Regions from separate parts of the Manis pentadactyla genome. Here region 2 is linked to region 1. The links are chromatin contacts, called in public Hi-C maps. All regions are on one chromosome and are shown on one strand. The core of a region is the stretch at or near the end of the contact, and the rest is flanking DNA. Distances in the headings are between cores, read along the strand shown. Region 1 holds the start of IRX3 (iroquois homeobox 3). Region 2 holds the start of IRX5 (iroquois homeobox 5).

Region 1 (3,018 bases), core at 145-2,644:
AACCTGGTCGCCCCCAGGCTTTCTCTTGTCTTCTCCCCCAATTTTCCCCGCGGCGTTCACACCTGCTGGAGCCGCGGACCTGGGCCAAAACTGGTGGAAGGAGGCGGGCGAGTGAGGATGGGGTCAGAACTGGATGCTCCGGAGAGCTCATTCCCAAACTGGGCTCCTTGGAGCCTCAGACTAGAGACAGCTGGGGCGGAGATTCTCTGGTGGAATTCGGATTCAATTCCTCTATCAGTCGGCGCGCAGAGGCCGGTTTCCGCCCGGACCGGGGCTGGCAACTCCACAGCAGTCACCGCCCCCCTGTTGTCCCTGGAGCGCCCCCGCAGCAGGCCTGGCCTGTGAATCGGTGGCAGCCGCGGCCTAAAGCTTTTAGCCAGGAGCCGCCGCAATTCCGGGAATTTCAATCCCGCTTGCGGCTGCATGCCCTAATCCGTGAAGGTGGGCGCCCGGCTACTGGGATTTCAGGTTTGGTTTAGGAAATATCCCACTATAAAACTGAAAGTCTTGCCTCCCACTCCTTCCAGAGAGCGGGGGAAGATCCTTGGAGAAAGAAAACAGGTTGGCGCGGAAACGGGAGAGCAGAGGAAGGGGTAGCGAAACGAAGAGCCTCTATAGACCGAAAACTCCAATATGCAAACTTCTCCAAGCGCTCTCCGCAAATTCCCGGAACCTCCGCCACCCGGGTCCCTGCTTCTCCCCCCTCGCACGCCAGTTTGGGGCGCCAGCGGGCTCCACTTTCATGTTGCCCCTCCCCAGGAGCCCCACCACCACCACCACACCGAGGCGTCCACCCTTCGGCCTCCCGCCGAGCCCGCCATTTCTATTTAGGGATTCGCACTCGGACCCTGAGGCAGCGTTATTGCGGCTAATTTCAGGGTTTGCAACTCTTGGGTGAGGGGCTGCTTCGAGTCCCCGCGCAATGAGATAGACTTCGAAGACTCGACTAGAACGCACCCTCGCTCATCCCCTGCGCACCCTCCTAGCTCCCTCCCCACGCCGCTGAGAGTGGCCCGGAGTCAAGAGGTGCGACTTAAAAGGGGGCTCGGGCGGAGGGAAGCCTCAACGCCTGTCCTGGACCAAGGTCTGGTCCCGACCCAGGCCCCGCGCCGGGGCGGGGGAGGGGAGGAGGGGCGAGCTGACCCAGTACTAACCCCTATCCCCGCGCCTCTCGCTCCCCCTCCCGGCGCAGGCCGGAGGGGGCGGGAAGGGACTCAGAGAGCCCGGCCTCCCGCCCCCGCCCGGCGCGCAGTATCCTCGGGGGTGGACGGCCTCGCCTGTAAGGCGCCCCGGCGATTGGAGACTCAGGGAGGACACGCAAGGAAAAGTCGAATAAGAGGGCGCAACGTCAGACCCGAGATTTGGGGAAGGGCGAGGGAATGGGTGAGGGCGGGACGGACGCACAGACACAGTTACGGACGCACGCCCCCCGCACAGCACCCTAAGTGTGCACAAGTTTAGGCCGCCTTAGCCCTGAGCGCCGAGGCTGGGGTGAGGGGAGAGTTGTGTTAAGTGAGAAAGACGTAAAAACGGAGAGAAGAAAGAGTGAAGGCAACAAAAAGGGGAGGAAAAGGAATAGTGAGAAAGGGAAAGAGAAGGCGAGAGAAGAGTTCCCTAGTGTCCGAGAGAGTGAAAGAGCCCGAAAGAGCGGAAGCGATCCAGGGGGGAAGAGGAGCTCAGAGGGGGAGGGGAGAGGAAGGGCGAGGAGGGGGAGTGAAAACTAGAGGAGGACGAAGGAAGCGAGGCGCGACACTGCTCGGGGAGAGGAGGGCAGAGAGGAAGGAGGTGCGGGCAGAAGCTGCTCCGGCTGCGAAGAGGAGGGAGCGCGGCGCAGAGAGGAGGGGCTTGCGGGCCCGTAGCAATGTCAATCAGAGCCCGGAGCACCGGGAATCTCCGCCAATCTGTTCGGACCTGACCTGGCTCCTCGCCGCCGCCGCCGCCGCCGCCGCCGCCGCGGAGCAGATCAATAGGCGAAAGCGGAGCGCAGCGCAGCGCGGGAGGCAGCGCGGCCCTAGCCCGGCCCAGCCCCCGATGCGCGCCGGAGCCCGCGGGCGGCGCTGAGCAGGGCGGCCCTGGGGGCCGGGCCCCCTCTCCGTCCTAGCCCCGCGGGCCACCATGTCCTTCCCGCAGCTCGGATACCAGTACATCCGCCCGCTCTACCCACCCGATCGCCCGGGAACTGCCGGAGGCGGCGGCGGCAGCGCTGGGGCCCGGGGCGGCCCGGGAGCCGGAGCCTCGGAGCTGGCCGCCTCGGGGTCCCTGTCTAACGTGCTCTCGTCGGTATACGGGGCGCCCTACGCCGCGGCGGCAGCAGCCGCGGCCGCCGCACAAGGCTACGGCGCTTTCCTTCCTTACGCCGCGGAGCTGCCCATCTTCCCGCAGCTGGTAAGCGCCCGGGGAGCTCGGTATGGGGGGGGGTTGGAGATGGGGTGAGCGCGCGGAAGTGGACTAGCCGGGTCCTGGCGGGGAGCGTGGAGGCAGCGACGGCTAGGGCTCATCCACGCTCCCTCCGCGCGTGTCCCTTCCTTCTCCATGTGCGTACAGGGCGCGCAATATGAGCTGAAGGACAGCCCCGGGGTGCAGCATCCGGCCGCGGCCGCCGCGTTTCCGCACCCGCATCCCGCCTTCTACCCTTATGGCCAGTACCAGTTCGGGGACCCGTCCCGTCCCAAGAACGCCACCCGGGAGAGCACTAGCACGCTCAAGGCCTGGCTCAACGAGCACCGCAAGAACCCCTACCCCACCAAGGGCGAGAAGATCATGCTGGCCATCATCACCAAGATGACCCTCACCCAGGTGTCCACCTGGTTCGCCAACGCGCGCCGGCGCCTCAAGAAGGAGAACAAGATGACGTGGGCGCCCCGCAGCCGCACGGATGAGGAAGGCAACGCTTACGGGAGTGAGCGGGAGGAGGAGGACGAGGAGGAGGACGAAGACAGCAAACGCGAACTGGAGCTGGAGGAGGAGGAGCTCGGGGGGGAGGAGGAAGAGACGGGGGGCGAGGGCCTAGCGGACGAG
Region 2 (3,018 bases), core at 330-2,829, 560 kb before region 1:
GGGGCGCTAACTCCTGAGTCGGTTTCTTCTGGGGCGCCTGAAACTGTTCTGGCCTCTCGGCAGCACCCTATAGGCCCCCATCTACCCGGTATGTCCGCACCCCATGAGCAGATTCTGCCACCGGGGACAGGCCCTCCACCCGGAGAGAGGCCTAGGCAACGGCGGCGACTCTGCGCTTGGCGCCCTGGTGGCTGCACGTTAGGCACAAGGGGGGAGAACAAGGGAAATCAAGGCATTCTCCCCAACCCCCAAAGAAAGGCAAACCCAAAGCCAAGCTTTGCCCTGGCACGTCCACCCCTTCAAAAATGTCACCCCAAACCAAATCTACGGCGCTTTTCCTGAAAGTGCACCCGGCCGAAAAATCCCGGATACACCGCAGCTCCGCCGACTTTTCAGAAATGTAATACCTCCAAATCGGATTGCGAAGATAGGATTACGGATTTGTAACATTTTGGAGGACTAATTAAAGGTGAGGCCAAACACATTTACATACTTAGCACTCTTCTACTCGGATTTCAGGTCTATTTCTTTTGAGCTACTTTTCCAATATGGCAAAACCAAGAAAATAAAATGAGATAAAATTTGCAGGGCGGCCTGTAGCTCACGTTTGAACCAAATGCTGCGACCTCTCCCTGAAAAACCCCTTTTCCGCCAGCTCAGTGATTTGAGCAAGACGAGGCTCTCCTCTACTAGCAACTGCTGAGCCCGAAGCCAGGCGAAGCCGAGCAAGACAATCGCCCAAGTTTGCAGAGACCTCCAAGCTTGGCGGGGGCTGTTCGCGGAGGCGCCGAGGCCCGTGGGCCCCGCAGTCCCCTCCGGCCCCGTGCGGTCGCTGCTGCCTTCTCCCGCCACGGCCCCAGCTCACTCACCACATACGAAGAGAAGGCGGCGGCCGCCGCCGCCGCGGGGTCTGCGCCGTACTGGAGGTGCGAGTTGTAGCCCGGCGAGGGCGCCGTGAAGGCGGTGGAGCCGGCGTAGGGCGAGAACGCTGAGCCCGACGACGAGCGGCCGAGCTCATCCGTACGGGGCCCCGAGATGACGCTGGTGCTGTACGCCGGGCACGAGTAGAGCGCCAGCGAGGCGGACGGCTGGTACAAGTAGCCCTGCGGGTAGGACATGGCCACACACGGGCATGGGGCGCGCCGCGCCGCGGCCGCCAACGAGCCGGGCGGCGCCCTGCGAGGGCGAGCGGGCGGGCACCTGGCCTCCGGCTGCCCTGGGCCGCCGCTCCTCGGGTCCCGGCTCCCGGGCTCGGGCCCGCTGCGCCTCCTCGCTGGCTTTCCGCGCCTCCGGCTGAGACTGCCAAGCCCACTCCTCTGCGCGTCTCGCTCTCCCCGGCTAGGTTTTCCCCCCTCCCTTGCTGCTTTCTCTTTTTCCCCCTCGCTCTTTGCACTGGGGGGCTCTGCTTTTGGCTTCGCAAAGGTCCTGCCAAGATGCTAAGTTGGAAATTGAGGATTCTGACGCCTTGTGCGCGCCTGAAGCTCCTCCTTCCCGGGGTGTAGTCGGTGGGAGGACTGGCAGGAGCCTCTGGGCGGCCACAGCCAACCCAGCCGCCAGGCGCGCCTCGCCCCCTCCCTCTTCCTCCCCGGCTCCCTCTCCCGCTCGCAGGCGCTCCCCTCGCCCCTCCCTCGCGCCCGCCTCTCCTCCGCGGCCCTCCTCTCTCCCCGCTCCTTCTCTTCTCCCTCCTCTCCTCTTCCCCCCGCCCCCCCGCCCCCCCCGCCTCCTCTCTCTCTCTCTCCGACTCTCGAGCGCCGGCCCCAGGATGACAATCACATCCCCGACGATCTCTTCCAACTTTCCTTCCCTGCTAAGTCGAGGTGCAACCGAGGTTCCGACGCAAGACGGGCCCAGGTGGCGGATCCGGCAGCGCGGGAGCACAAAGGGAACGAGGCCGCGTATTGAGCGCCGGCGAACTCTCTGCTCTGCCCTCGCCACAGTAAATCGCGAAGTTAGCGGATTTCTTGTTTTCCAGGAGGCCGGGCTCCGAGGTGGTTCGCTGCCCACCCGTCCCTAGCTTCTCCCCAAGTCAGCGGGCCCAATAACTAGTTGGAGACCCGGAGTGAAAGTCCCTGGGAGAGCTGGATGGATGCCCGCCCGCGTTCGGGGCGCAGGGAGTCCGAGATGACTGTCCCTTTCCGCCAGCAGCAGCAGGTGGGATAGAGGCAGGCCTAGGACAGCTGTACTTCTCCCGCCCGGCCTTCCTTCCGCCAATTCCGGCCAGACGGCGAAGGAGACACGCGGGACCCGGGACTATGTGGGTAGCCCTTCTGTACACGAGAGGTAGTGGGCAAGAACTGTCAGACGGAGAAGCAGCTACATAGGAGTCGGTTTCAGGACCTCAGCACACACTCTCCCGCCCCCACCGTGCCTCGCTGCCTCCTTCTAGAGGCTTTGCAGCCCCAGCTCGCATCACCAGACCAGCGATGGTGGTGCGGGTTTTTTTGCCCTTCGCAGGCACGCTCGCACCCGCCCACCCTCCTCTGCAAACATTCGTAAGAGCTGTGCCCAATCCAATCACTGTTTGTTCAGCGAGGCGCTGGCAAGGCAAACACACACAACTGAGTCACAGGCAAAGCCCAGGCCACGACGGCCACACGGAATACAAAACAGATCCTCCGCCTGTCTCCTCACTACGCGCCGCCACAAGCCACAGACGCACTCGAACGCTGCGACAGACAGGGGCGCTGGTGAACCAGGACTGGGGCTGGCACAATGTTGGGCACTCTGCTGGAGCTCAGTATATCAGAAACTTTCTGGCTTTTTATAATGGGGTCACACGCAAGCGGAAGCACTACTGGTCCATATAGTTCCCTTCAATGACTTTGCCAGGCGAGATATATTTTATTTCCTGAACTCCAGCCGCGGCACACAAACCCACTCAGCACACTCGCACATTCTCCGCAGCCGGACTTCACGCACGCGCGCTAACTCCTCCTCTCCGTCAGCTCCAGAGGCTCCGCCCTTCAAGCAGACCTTCTCCGACCGCCGCTCAGCCCAGCCCTATGCCTTCTTGCCTTC

The links. A called contact is a pair of places that touch in the nucleus more often than the background predicts.
Region 2: a contact with region 1 is called in a Hi-C map of fibroblasts, with 5 times the contacts expected there. The contact joins the promoter of IRX5 here to the promoter of IRX3 in region 1. A contact is called at or near these places in 2 of 3 Hi-C or Micro-C datasets (fibroblasts and skin fibroblasts).

The regions. Positions count from the first base shown.
Region 1 is chr15:43,505,307-43,508,324 of mManPen7.hap1, reverse strand. It overlaps IRX3 (iroquois homeobox 3), which reads left to right and starts at 1,394. Exons shown (of 4, transcript XM_036881033.2): 1 at 1,394-2,385; 2 at 2,545-3,018. The coding sequence starts at 2,116.
Region 2 is chr15:44,068,509-44,071,526 of mManPen7.hap1, reverse strand. IRX5 (iroquois homeobox 5) reads right to left here and starts at 1,579. Exons shown (of 4, transcript XM_036881016.2): 1 at 870-1,579. The coding sequence starts at 1,118. It overlaps LOC118910147 (a long non-coding RNA gene), which reads left to right and starts at 2,959. Exons shown (of 4, transcript XR_005023850.2): 1 at 2,959-3,018.